Regions from separate parts of the Pan troglodytes genome. Here region 2 is linked to region 1. A link is a contact called in public capture Hi-C data. All regions are on one chromosome and are shown on one strand. The core of a region is the stretch at or near the end of the contact, and the rest is flanking DNA. Distances in the headings are between cores, read along the strand shown.

The links. Capture Hi-C pulls out chosen DNA fragments and counts their contacts.
Region 2: a capture Hi-C map of stem cell-derived neural stem cells shows a contact between it and region 1, with 6 times the contacts expected there. The contact joins two enhancer-like sites. A contact is called at or near these places in 1 of 7 Hi-C or Micro-C datasets (blood), 1 of 1 datasets of contacts at active chromatin or transcription factors (stem cell-derived excitatory neurons) and 1 of 1 other capture datasets (stem cell-derived neural stem cells).

What each region holds. Positions count from the first base shown.
Region 1 is chr15:66,546,430-66,553,434 of NHGRI_mPanTro3-v2.0_pri, reverse strand. All of the region lies in intron 10 of RAD51B (RAD51 paralog B), which reads right to left. Among named protein-coding and RNA genes, the nearest start is that of ZFP36L1, 230 kb to the left of the region's middle. Within about 2 kb of position 2,599, at least 7 of the 24 cell types and tissues checked have an H3K27ac peak or open chromatin away from gene starts, as enhancers often do. A contact at or near this core is called in stem cell-derived neural stem cells, where this site is marked.
Region 2 is chr15:66,767,339-66,774,343 of NHGRI_mPanTro3-v2.0_pri, reverse strand. ZFP36L1 (ZFP36 ring finger protein like 1) reads left to right here. Exons shown (of 3, transcript XM_063793611.1): 2 at 1-17; 3 at 2,410-5,226. The coding sequence ends at 3,369. Among named protein-coding and RNA genes, the nearest start is that of ZFP36L1, 7.0 kb to the left of the region's middle. Within about 2 kb of position 3,108, at least 8 of the 24 cell types and tissues checked have an H3K27ac peak or open chromatin away from gene starts, as enhancers often do. A contact at or near this core is called in stem cell-derived neural stem cells, where this site is marked.

The sequences.
Region 1 (7,005 bases), core at 1,350-3,849:
GGACCAATAGACACTTAGCAGAACCCACTAGTATATCTGGATTCGAGATTACATCTCAAAAGGTTGGTCAGACGACCTTTTGTTTGTAGATTACAAACATCCCTGCTTCTAAGCCAGAGGACATGAGACAGAGTCCAAGGGCCTGTTTGCATGAAGTATGAAACAGCCACACACTGGGGTCTGTGGGGGTCCGTGAGCTAACAAATTTCCCCAGAATGGCATGTGCTGTAGTTTTGGGGATTGTGCTTTATAGATTGAAAATGATGGACAACGAAATAAAATCGATGTCCACTTTCTGTGCCGCCTCTTGTAGCTCCTTCTTCCCCTTAGCGGCTGCTCACTCTCATTTTTTCTCTTCTTTTAACAAACGTGATTATCTGGCTCTCAGGTAAGGACCTGAGCCATGGAGATTCTCAAAAAACAAACAAACAAACAAACAAAAAACAGCCACCCAACACCAAACAACCAATAACTGAACAACTAACAATCAACCAACTAACTATATGTGGTAGGGAGAATAACGGCCCCTCAAAGGTGTCCACGGCCTATTTCCTGAAGCCTATAAACATGTTCCCTGACAGGAAAAAGGGAATTAAGGCTGTTAGTTAGCTAACCTTAAAACAGGCACATTGTCCTGGCCCAACGTAATCACAAGGGTCCTAAAAGAAGAAGAGGGAGGCAGAAGAGGAATCCAAGTCAGAGGGAGAAGTGGCAATGGAAGAATGATTGGTCGGAGAGCTGTGATGTTGCTCGCTCTGAAGACAGAGAAAGGGGGCCATGAGTCAAGGAATGTGGGCGGCCTCTAGAAGCTGGAAAAAACAAGACAACACTTTCTTTCCTGCAGCCTCCAGAAGGGAACACTGCCCTGATGACACTGATTTTAGCTCAGTGAGATCCATTTTGGACTTCTGACCTCCAGGATTATACAGGTAATTGATTTGTACTGTTGAAGCTACTAAGTTTGTATGGCAGCAATGGGAAATGGGCACATTAACCAACCAAATTGAATCTGGTTTGAACTGACATGGTTGTACCCAGCACTGCAGCATGCAAGGCCTTCAGCCTGGTTGTTTCACCTTAGCTCACGGGGTCACCTGCCCTGTGTTCCAGCCAATCAGAAAACTTGCCATTGCTTGACAGTCTCTGCCTCCCCCCTCTGCCAATTCTATCATTCTGGGAGGGTTGTTAGATCTTACATTTCAGGCTTACAAAGCCCCTTCACTGGCTGATGTGAAGTTTAAAGGAAATGCTGTATGTGTGAGCGGTTTGCAAACTGGAAAGCTCATGAAGACACGAGCTAATATGTGATTTGATGTGTGTGTGTGTGCATGTGTGTGTGTGTGTGCGTGTGTGTGTGTGTGTGTGTGTGTGGCGCTCCAGCCTTTGAGCCCAAGACCCCTGGATGTCCTCAGAGCCTTTCCCTTTAGGTTATTGATCACAGTGTCTTAAATTATAGTTTCATATATGCACATATTATTCTCTTACTAGATTTGCAGCTTCTTTGAGGGAAAGGCCTGGACTTCAGTATTTACCCTGTTAACCCCCACAGGGAGAAGCTTGGCTGGAGGTAAAAATGGGGATGGGGGCTGGACACAGAGGGTCAGAAGGTTACAGCAGGCTGCCAAGGGCACTGGACCCCCCCTCCTGGCTCAGCTGCAGACCCCAGATTTAGACTCCCTGATGATAGGACCTGGCCATGCTTTTGTCCCTTTAAATAGCATAGAGTGTTTAGTAAACAGTTGATGGGAATCTGTTTCTCACAGTACCCTCCCCTGGTATTTTTAAGGTCCTACAGTGACCTTCAGATGCCTCCAATCTTGGCTCCCACTGGTCTATCCTATGCAAAGTGACAAGGCTGGTTTCTCATAGCCTTGTTTGATCTCAGGCCTTCTAACCTTGCAGTCAAATGACCCCAGGGAGAGAGTCATAATTCTGGGCCCTCTCCTAATCGCAGGCTCCCCCAACCCAGGTCCTGCCAGTGCTTGATTCCAGGCAGGACAGCCCTCTGGGTACTCCCTGTTCCCACAGGTGGGGCAAACAGATGCAAGGCAAGGAGCTCAGGGCAGAGGGACCTGGGTATGGGGACCCAGGAGCCACTGGGGAGGCTCACTCTCCTCTCTCGCTGGCACAGCCTGTTCTGTTACTCTGGGCCACATTAGGTAAACAGGGGAAAGAAAACAATGTCCGTCAGCTACAAAATGAGCCTGTCAGGAAAGGAATGTTATTGCCAAGTGTTCTCAGAGGGCAAGACAAACAAAGAAGGTGAAACCTGTCTTTAACATCAGGCCTGGTTCACAACCATGCCCTCCAGTAGCCCTTCTATGAGCAAAAGCTTGTGCCCCGCAAAAAGGGACCCTTCCCACCTGCCTCTCCTCACTTTTCCAGGGTTAGCTTGGCCTGTTCCCTCAGCCCCTGGGTTGGGGGGCTCCCTACTGAACAGCCAGTGGGAAGGCAGAGGCTGCTGGGATGCAGGCTGCTTCAGGCCCGGTTCCATGGCAAACCCAAGAGCCCGTGGTGCTGTCGGCTCCTAGCCTGGCCCTTTTAGAGGGGCATTCCCATCTCCAAGGAGGCAATCACATCAATAAGGGACGTTCGGCATCTTGCCCTCTCTGCGGGCAGAGGTGTCCCATAGCAACTGGGGCTGTGATCTGCATATGACAGCACATTGCAGCTATTCAGGACTTTTCTTTCCCCTGCTTTCTTTGAAACAAGCTTGCCCTATATCCAAGTTCCCTGTGAGCCCCATACAATGAAAACAGCAGTTGACAGGTTCCCTGTAACTTGTGAAATTTGAGTGCATCCAAGGGGAGAAAGAGTGCTCATTACTGAAACACAAAACGAGCCTCTTTCAAGGCGTGGTGAGTTGGCCCCTCAGTTTGCTGCTGCTGACCCTGTTGCCCTTCTGAGCACAATAAGCAGAGGCAGAAGAGGGAGAGAGAGGCCTTTACTCCTTAAGTTGCCAATTGATCACCCTCCTAACCCCTATGGGGGCTGCTTCTCCTAAACAATTCGGGTGACAGAGGTCAGGGCTCTGGCCCATTCCTCTGGGGAGATCTTAGCTCTCCCTGCAGGGACTTTCCCGGGTGAAACAAAGACAAGATCCAGAAGCCTTAAACAAAATCCTGCTGATGATGCCGAAGGGAAATACAGAAAGGGGAAATGAGAGGTGCCAAGAACCACAACATTGGGCCTCAGCTGTTTTATCCAACCAGACCCCAAAGCCCTTCAACACACTCTGAGATTGGACCATGCATTGTGGAAGCCCAGCCACATCTAAATTCCAATATGGTGGCCAATGACCACTTAGCAACTGGGTTGGGGAGAGGAAGCCATGCAGGGGGAAGAAACAACTCTATTTTTGCCCACACTGGGTTTTATCTAATTAACCAGACTTCTTGCATCCAAAATATCAAAAAAGATGAGAAAGAAGGCAAAGAGAGGGCAGAGGAAGAAGAAAGGGAGGACGAGGAAGAAGAACTTATGAGGTAGGCCAAAAACAGTGCAAGCTTTGAAGGAAAGCTTGTTGAAAATGGCTGCCCGTTCCTGAGGTTGCCCAGTGAGGGTTCTAGAGGGATCCAGTTCCACTGCTTGAATGGTACACCCTATTGTGCACAGAGCAACACAGGGTAGTGTATATGAAAAAAAATACAAGGAAGTTCTGTGTCTTAACTCCACCCAGCCCTTGGAAGAGCAAGGGATGGCCAGGAAAGATAGGGCTCTATTCTTTCTTTTTGATTCCAGAAGCAGTAAGTGCAGGTGATACACATAATCCTATCATGCCAATGGTCTGGTACAGGTTTGCTTGGGGACCACAGGCAATTTAACCACTGGGCTTCTGGTTTTATCATCAGAAAATAAGCTGTACCACTTGCAGCTCTCTGAATGTACCATGTAATTTCACTTTGCCAATGATGTCCCTTTTTGCTGGAATATTCTCCACCCACTCACCTACCTGGCAAATTCCTATGAATCCTTCAGGCTACACATCAAGTGCCATCTCCTTTACCCATGTTTCTATCTTAGCACTTTTCACATTGTATTATGGTGATCTGTTTGCTTACCTTTCTGTGTCGCAAGACTATAGTTTCTCAGAGGGTAAGAACAGCCATTTTATTCATTTTTTGTATCATTGGTGGTTAGTACATAGTAGCTGTTCAATAATCACCTGAAGATTTGAACTGAATCATGATCACAATAATTGTTTCTTTTTCAGGTCCTGGAATGAGTTTTGTTCAATCACCAAGGACTTATGGACAGGGCTATAACTTGTGTAACTCCAGGGGCCCCATTCATATCATGTGAACGGGACCCCTGGAACTATGCAATATGTCAGCCCTGCATATGGAACTCCTGCCACAGGCCAGGCACTATGGTAGAATCCAAGTACCAGGAGCTTAAAATCTACTTACAGAGATGGGGCTAATATGAAAGGAGGAGACAATAATGGCACAGCCACGGGTGTTCTTCTTGTGGGTACAGCAAGGATCCTGGGAAGAGGGAGATCTATGCAGATTACAGTCACTGGGAAAGACTTCGTGAGGAAGGTAGAACTTGCATTGTCCGTGATGACTGGGGTAGAAAACAGATGATAAAAAGTAGGTATACACAGAGCACAGAGGATTTTTAGGGCAGTGAAAAACTACTCTGTATGATACTGTAGTGGTGGATACATGGTGTTACCATATAAACATGTGGTAACAAACCCATAGAATATACAATACCAAGTGTAAACCCTAATGTAAACCATGGACTTTGGATGACAATGATGTCAGTGTAGGTTCATCAGTTGTAACAAATGTACCACTCTGGTGTGGGATGTTGAGAGAGGAAAAGGCTGTACATGTTGGGGGACAGGGGTATATGAGAACTCTCTGTGCTTTCTGCTGTATTTTGCTATGAACCTAAAACCACTCTAAAAAATAAAGTTGATTTTTTTTTTTCTTTCTGAGATGGAGTCTTACTCTGTCACCCAGGCTGGAGTGCGGTGGCGCGATCTTGGCTCACTGCAACCTCTGCTGTCCAAGTTCAAGCGATTCTCCTGCCTCAGCCTCCCGAGTAGCTGGGATTACAGGCGCCTGCCACTGCGCCCAGCTAATTTTTTGTATTTTTAGTAGAGACGGGGTTTCATCATCTCAGCCAGGCTGGTCTGGAACTCCTGACCTCGTGATCCACCCGCCTCGGCCTTCCAAAGTGCTGGGATTATAGGCGTGAGCCACCGTGCCGGCCAGTAAAGTTGAATTTTTAAAAAAGAAGGTATGAGCCTATTTGGGATATTAACAAAACAAGCATATTGAAAAAGAAGTAAGCAAAATACACAGGGAAAGCAATAAACCCATGGCCTGGCCATTGCTGGTAGAAGGGAGAATGCATTGAAGAGTAATAAGAAAGAAGGTTTGATAGGCAAGTTGGGGCCAGATAATGAAGAATCTTGAAAGCCAAGCAGAGAAATTGGGATTTGGTGTTGGAGAACACAAGGAAGTCTTGTAGCTTCTAGGGCTGAGAAGTGACATCATGAAAGTGGGATTTGATGAGACTTCAGAGAGAAAAGCAATCCAAGCATGCCCCCAGTCACTGAGGCACCAGGGAGTTTCTCCCAGCTTGGTAGGTGTATGCTGTGAGCCCTGGACTGTCCATGAACAGAGCTGTAGAAGACAGTGGTCAATCTGGCAGTGGTAATGAGATCCTATAGTGCTTCCTGAGTACGAGCTTCCTCAGTTGGATCAAGGTCACAATTTGAATGAAGCTGGCATAATAGGGCATACAAGACAAGCAGTGCTCAAGTTTGAGGGTTTGCCTGGATTTGCTGCTGACTTGCTGTTTGAAATTTGGCCTTGACGTTGTTCTTCTAATTACTAACAAAGCGGATGAATCAGACAATTCTATGGGAAATAGACCAGGTTCACCTTCTTATTAATTCTCCAGAGTTTCCTCACAGAGTGTAAGAGCTGAAGATAGGGTTTTGTCAGCTACACCTGGGAAACCAGTCAGCAGTCATTCAGCAAATACTTGCAGACTCTGAGGACAGAGCAGTAAAGAAAACAGACACACTCCCCGACCTCACAGAGCAAACATTCTAGTAAAAAGCCATGTAAAGTTAGTTTCTCATCAGGTACAGAGAAAGATGAGTCCTGGAGCTGCTTAACCTGGAGAAATCAGGAGAGAGGGTGAAGAGTGACAAGGCCCAGCGAAGTGAGGTGGCTTGGCACCAAGAAGAGGGAGCAAGTTTACCTTATTCTAGAAGAATGGTCCTAAAGCTTTCTACCCCAACATACCCAAGGTATAAAAGCAGACACACTTCCTTCAGCAAGAGTGGCTTGTGCCCACATTGGAGCCAGGGGGAGACGAGAGTGGCCAGACACCTCCAGGGAAAAGATCCAGATACCCTTCCCAGTTGCACTGGGAGAACTGGATGGAGTGAGACACAATTCTCCAACATGCACCTTTTCAGCAGTGTTTTATAAGATAATATTGACATGAAGATGTTAAGTATTTCATGAAAATACATTAGGGTGAAAGCAAGTGTCTGTTCAAAATGTAATCAATATATTAATAATCAACCATGAGACAGAGACAGCAGCAAGGACGGGGTAAAGGAGATTAGCTCTCTTTCTCTGCCTGCTCTCCCTGGTATTGAAATCTGGCTATACTTCTGCCCAGCTCTTGAGAATTATTGCAAAACTGGGTCAATGAATCAAAGTCATGGAGTGGCAGATTCCACCTCAATGTAAGAAAGAACTTTTTTTTTGAGACAGAGTCTCACTCTGAAGTCTCCTCTTAAAGGGCTGTGCAAAACTCCAAACAGAAAGGCTTGGCTCTGAGAGAGCCAGATCCCAAGTGCCCCAGGGTTGTAATGAGTCTCCTCGCATTATTGAACAAACACCTCTAAGTCACCTTTTGCTGGAGGAAGCTTGGTCCTTACAGGAGGGCCTTAGATTGGGCCCTGATAAGGCAGCACATCCTGTCTGCCTCCCTGTCCACACCCTCACAGCTGAGCCTGCTGCGGTT
Region 2 (7,005 bases), core at 1,859-4,358, 220 kb before region 1:
GCGAAGTTTTATGCAAGGTAAAGGGGGGCGGAGCATTTGCTTTTCAAAAAGTCTTTTTCTTTTGCCTTAAGAACCCCCAAAAGTTTGGGTCTTGGAAGGCAGTGGGGAAAGTGGTGCAGCGAGATGATTCTTTTCTCCTCCCGCATTTCTCCCAAGTTTGAAGGAATTTGGCCCCGTCCTTCCCACCCTTTGAGTTTCAACAGTTCCTGGCGGGGATTACATGTGAATCTGGAGGCCAGGGTTTTGAGGGGCGAAGTTTGCCTGGCAGGGCAGCCCGGGGGCTTCGGGGGGAGGGCTGGGATTGGGACAAGTTTTGGGCGATTCTGTTTTACGTAACGTGCTGCTGGATCCCAGGTTTGCTGGTCTGATCGGGTTCCCAGTCTGCGCCCTAGGTCTGTCCAGCGGCATTACCCACCCGTGGGGTTGGGAGTGGGAGGTCCCTCGGGGAAGTGAGTCTCGGGACAATGTTTTCCTCCACTCTTTGGGGGGAGCTGGGGATATGCGAGGAAGAAAGGCCAAGTTGTGATTCAAAAAGATGTTGCAGAACAAGTTTGCAGTGGGGCTTGAGTCCGCCCTAGCTCCGTTGGGCTTCTTCCCGCGATAGCCGATCGTGCAGCAAACTTTGGGGTGAAAGAGGCATTCAGGTTGACCCGCTTACCTGTGTTGCCGAGGCATTGCGGCTCATCGATTGCGGGCGGGGTTGGGGGGGGAGGTGGCGACAAAATGCTGGCTTAAACTCGAGAGTCCCGCGAGTAAGGATTTAATGGGGGCCTCCTTAAAACATGTTGCTTGTCAGCCAGTGTTGAAAAAGCAAGTTTTAAACTCGGAATGTTCCAGGACTGCGGTTTAAATGTACATAGCAAAAGTCTATGGATGTTGTTAAATTTCTTTCCAACCTCCCCCTCCCAATTTGAAAGGGTGAAGTTGCTGGGCTACTTTTTAATTGCTGAAGTGTTTTGCCTTCTCTTAACACGTCGGGTCATGTTGCTCTGTTTTCCCAGCTTGCTGCTCCTGTTGGTGCAGCTGCCAACGCCCCAGGGCTGCAGGGTTGGGGTGCAGGGACGCCGAGGAGCTGAAGAGTAGCATTTAAAAAGTTTGAATTTTTCAGCTTCCTTCCCTCCCTGCACATTCCCAAACTCCACTTGCCAGCCCGGCTGCCAGCGCTCCCCAACATTTCTTCCTTCTTTTCTCGACTCTCCCGCTCTTTGATCTATTTCTTTCTTTGGCCCCCCTCCCCCCTCAGGACTTTTTAAATGAACCTCATTGTTGGGAACCAGCTCTCGACTGGGTTCCTGTAATCCTCTCGGTGGGGTGGTTGCAGTTACAGATTCCCGGTCCCCCCCTGCTGATCCTAAGGGACCAACATTAGAATTTGCACAACGACACCCACATGGGCTGGGAACTAACTCCTAGGTCCCTGACCTGCACCATTTCCAAATCTTGGGTACAATTTGGGCAGGTGACCAGGGTCCTATTGGAACAGAAACCTGCCATTGGTGGCTCTGCCCCCATCCCCACCACCCCCAATCCGCTATTGACTAGGAGGTGGGTAGGGGGGGTTGGTGCTTTCCTTTTCCTTTCCATCTGCAGCTTTGCGTTAAAGATTAAACACTGGAGCTCTTATCCAAGCTTGCTCTTGCAGCCAAAAGACTAATTGCAAAGGCATCTTCTCAGTGAAGGGGGCGGGGTGGGCTAGGGCTGAGTGGAAATGGTGAGAGAGATTATTGTAGAAAATATCTCTTCCGGGAACTTAGGGCAAAGAGTTTTATTTTCAGGAATCACATCCCTGTCTCCCCCAACCTCAGACCAGGCCCCCAATCTCCTCCCCACAAGAAAAAGCAAAGGCAGTCTGAAAACCTGTTGCCAAAGGAAGGGAACACTTCTGAAGGAGGAAGTTGAGAGTCTTAGGCCAGGTCTTGAAGGAGGGGGTATCAATTAAGCAGAGACTGATTGGAAGGGGACCTAACGTAGCCTATGATCGACTCCTTTCTGAGGTTTACCTGTTTTTGTCGCGGGCGGTGGCGGGGGCGGGGTGCGGTAATCTAGAGAGGTCTGGGTTGTGTGAGATATTTTGAGTTGAAGAATCTGTTTGACTAGTAAAGAAGTTGAACTTTACAGATTAACGTGGTAGCTTTGGGGACAGAGGATATGGGGGTTGCATTGCAGGAGTCAGCATGGAGTAGGGTGCTTGTCACACAGTTTGGATCTTGTGGTTTCTTACGCATGGGGCCAAAATAAACCCAGGTGAATGGCCTATGGGAGGGAGAGAGGGAAGGGAGCTTGCTAGAGCCGAGGTAGAGATGAGTTCTTTGAGAAAGAGCGGGCGTTTGTGGTTGTGTAGGGGCTGCCCATAGTGGACATCCTGGTGGATGTCCTCCGTCCTTACCATCCTTTCTCTTCTCTCTCCAGGGTAACAAGATGCTCAACTATAGTGCTCCCGGTGCAGGGGGTTGCCTGCTGGACAGAAAGGCAGTGGGCACCCCTGCTGGTGGGGGCTTCCCTCGGAGGCACTCAGTCACCCTGCCCAGCTCCAAGTTCCACCAGAACCAGCTCCTCAGCAGCCTCAAGGGTGAGCCAGCCCCCGCTCTGAGCTCGCGAGACAGCCGCTTCCGAGACCGCTCCTTCTCGGAAGGGGGCGAGCGGCTGCTGCCCACCCAGAAGCAGCCCGGGGGCGGCCAGGTCAACTCCAGCCGCTACAAGACGGAGCTGTGCCGCCCCTTTGAGGAAAACGGTGCCTGTAAGTACGGGGACAAGTGCCAGTTCGCACACGGCATCCACGAGCTCCGCAGCCTGACCCGCCACCCCAAGTACAAGACGGAGCTGTGCCGCACCTTCCACACCATCGGCTTTTGCCCCTACGGGCCCCGCTGCCACTTCATCCACAACGCTGAAGAGCGCCGTGCCCTGGCCGGGGCCCGGGACCTCTCCGCTGACCGTCCCCGCCTCCAGCATAGCTTTAGCTTTGCTGGGTTTCCCAGTGCCGCTGCCACCGCCGCTGCCACCGGGCTGCTGGACAGCCCCACGTCCATCACCCCACCCCCTATTCTGAGCGCCGATGACCTCCTGGGCTCACCTACCCTGCCCGATGGCACCAATAACCCTTTTGCCTTCTCCAGCCAGGAGCTGGCAAGCCTCTTTGCCCCTAGCATGGGGCTGCCCGGGGGTGGCTCCCCGACCACCTTCCTCTTCCGGCCCATGTCCGAGTCCCCTCACATGTTTGACTCTCCCCCCAGCCCTCAGGATTCTCTCTCGGACCAGGAGGGCTACCTGAGCAGCTCCAGCAGCAGCCACAGTGGCTCAGACTCCCCGACCTTGGACAACTCAAGACGCCTGCCCATCTTCAGCAGACTTTCCATCTCAGATGACTAAGCCAGGGTAGGGAGGGACCTCCTGCCTACTCCAGCCCCTACCCTGCACCCACATCCCATACCCTCTTCTCCCTACCCATCCCATTCCCCACAGGCCCTACATTAACAAGGTTAAGCTCAACCCCTTTCCCCCAGCACCTCAGAATGTGCCCTCCCTCTCCCCCTCATAACCCCACCTAACATAAGGACAAGTCAATTTGTCAGTAGCTTCTTCTGGCTTGAAACCCCCTCCCTGGATTTTATAGCCCACTTACCATGCATAACAGACAAGTCCCATATTTTGTCAGTAGATGCCTTTTTTTTTCCGGCTTAAGCCTTAAGTGCCAAATCACAAGAGAAAAAGCAGTAACAGTTTACAGAAGCAACTTAGTGCCTTGTAATCTAACTTTGTCACTGTGACTACATTACCTCTTCAGCGCCAGAGGGCACCCGTGGGCCTCCCGGAGCCTCTGCCCATGGGGGGGTGGAGACCCGGAACCAGCAGCCCCCTCCACTGGCGACACAACTGCACCTTCCCTCATTTCAGTCTCCCGCACACTTATTCCTCCTCCCCTCTTCCCGGCGGCACCTCTCCACCTGTACCCCCCCCCCCCCCCCCCCGAAGAGTTGTTGCCAGACCAGGGTTTTGGGGGAAACCTGTCTTGACATTCAAAACCTTTTTCTTCCCGATCTGAACCCCTGTTGACTAATCTTGCCTGGGTTTGTGTAGGTCTGCAGGAAGGAAGGCTGAAAAAGCGGACGAAGATTTTGACTTAAGTGGGACTTTGTGATTTAATTTTTTCTTTTTTTTAAGCGGGGAGGAAGGGGAAGCTAGATGGACTAGGAGAGACTTGATTTTGGTGCTAAAGTTCCCCAGTTCATATGTGACATCTTTTTAAAAAAAATAACAACAAAAAAAAATGAGAGAAAAGCTAAAAAAAAAAAAATGTAAGGGGTGAGCAGTTAATGGTATTCATTCCACATACAATATCTGTGTAAAACGATTTCCTGTAGAAGTAGCTTTAATGGTTTTTGCTCTAGAATACCGTAGGTCTATCCTTAGAGCACTCACGCCATGCTTTCTTCCCTGGGTTTTAAACTTCATATAACTTTCAGAAATTGGAGAGCAAAAATTTTGCTTGTCACTGCACATCAATATAAAAAAGCTTATTTAACTTATCAAAACGTATTTATTGCCAAACTATGCTTTTTTTTTGTTAATTTTGTTCATATTTATCGGGATGACAAATCCATAGAATATATTCTTTTATGTTAAATTATGATCTTCATATTAATCTTAAAATTTTGTGACGTGTCTTTTTCCTTTTTTTCCACAGTTTTAATATATTATTCTTCAACGACATTTTTTGTAACTTTACACTTTTTTGGTTATTTTATTTTAAAAAAATGAAAAATTAATTTAAAAAAATGCAAAAAACTGTTGGATTATTTATTTTAGAAATTCCCCCCTTTGTGTTGGACTGCAAATTGAGTTTCTTTCTCTTTAGGCCTTTCACAACTAGGACTGAGAATGTATGTAAAAGTTCTGTGACAGTACAGAAGGAAAACAACTTTTTATGTATAGCTTCTAAAAGGGAAAAAAAAAAAAAGAGAAACCCTTTGACTTCCACGTGCCCATCTCAAGACATTCCACTCACAGATTTGAGGTTCTGGATTCCAGGTCTGGAGTTTTCCAATGTTAATGTAAACAGAACTGGCACACACACATTAAGATGAATGTAATTATTATTCCTCTTGCTGGTCACTACCGTCGCTTTCTATTTCTCTTTCTTTGTGTGAATTTATTTAAAAGAAAAAAAAACTTTTTGTAACGACTATTTGCAGTTTAAAAATCAATAAACCCCGTTTTTTCAAGAAACATTGATGGTGGAGCTGGTTTTACTTGGTTTTGGTTTGACTTTGCCAGTAAGGTTCTCCCCTTGTATACCTTGCAAGTCCTGGGGAGGGGGAGGCGGAGAGAGAGGGCTGTGGCTGTGGGTGGCGGCATCTCTCATCCATATAAGCTAAGCCTATAGCTCCCTTCCTTGATGCTGGCAGTTTGCTGCGCTTAGAGGGGACGGGGTGGAGGTTTTCTGCAAAGGAGCCTGGACTTCCTGCTGTATTACTTCTGAAAAGACTGTGCAGTGTGTTAGTTGTTGGCTGAATAGCAACGGGCCCAGCCTTGCCGACACTTGTGTGGCCTCTGCGGTTCTTCTGGGGAGCCAAGGCTCAGGGCCTTCCAGTCCGCCCCGTCCAGCCTGTGCTCTTCATTCCTTTGGATGGTGTTTGGGGTGCCAAAATGATAAAAGAGGACCTAGCACTTGGCACACTTGCAGGCTTGGATTTGAGTGAGTTCTTTTATTGGGGTGCCTTGGGCTCATTTTGCCCATAAGAAATTTACCTCAGTACTGGCCTCTCAACACCTACCCGTGTGGGGAGGGTATAAGGAAGCACTGCCTGCTTGGAGAGGAATGTCCAGCGGGGTGAGGGGCTCAGTCACAAGGAACTGGGGACTGGGACTGGATTTGACATAGCCTTTTGGGTTTGGAGGGCTGTTAAGGGGAAGTGAGTGTTAACACTGGCCAACACAACACAGCAAGTCACCAAGGGTTCCCACCACCTTAGTTACAATCTCAGGTGCTATGCAAAATTAGGTATGTTGTCATCTTGGGAAAGGTGGGGTCTCCTTGGCTAGATGCACCCCCACCAAGGCTAGATGACCACTTAAGAGGTGGCATTTCACCCGCCGGAGGAGTTGGAACTTTCACAAATCTTGAGTGTGAGCCTTGGGAGGATTTATTTGGGGAGAGGCAGAGATTGCTATTTGCAGCTCACTTGCCTTTGGTTCCTTTACACCCAGGAAGTTTTGGGAGTTCAGCTGAGTCACCATGATTCCACCAGGCCTCTTCCGAAGGTCTGCAGCAGACATTGGGCAGGCCAGGGATGTCCCTGAGACTCGAAGACCTACCTCTACCCTCAACTCATTTCCCTGGTCATCAGATATCTACTGGGGGTCAGGGGGTGAGGTAGAAAAATAGGGACTATTACCTGTTCCAGGGCAGGGGCTGGTGGTTTAGGAAGGGGAAAAGCAGCCCTTCTTAGGACTGGAGTAAACCTAGGCCTCTTGTCCCTTAAGGAGGAAATGAACTTTGTGTGTGTGTGGAGGTGGTGGTGGTGGTGGTTGGTGGTGGCATGTGATCTTCCTTTCGGAGTAAAAGCAAAAAAGACATTTAATCATTCACCTTGAGCTCATTCCCTACAGGCATACCTGAGCATGTGGCAGACACCTTTCTAACTTCCCCCCTCATGGTGACGCTGGTTAGGTTCCTAGAGGCCCAGGTGTACCTCCTGGCCAGCCCTGAATTTCCTCTAGAGGAGACAGTCCTTTGACTGAGTCAGTCCTTTGACTTTGTCTAACCAAGATAGAGACATTGACTACTGGAGGCCCTGGAGGGTGGGGGTTGGCTGTAAAGCCCAGGGGAGACTCCTTATCATGTGGGGAAGCTCCATGTCCCCGGGTCTTAACCCTTTACCTCTAACTAAGTGTCTCCCTGGGGAACTCACTCAGGCTGGGATTTAGGTAACCCAGGCCCATGTGTGGTGGCCACAAGAGCCTGGTTGTGTCCCATTGAGTCCTTAAAGTTAGAGGAGATGGCCC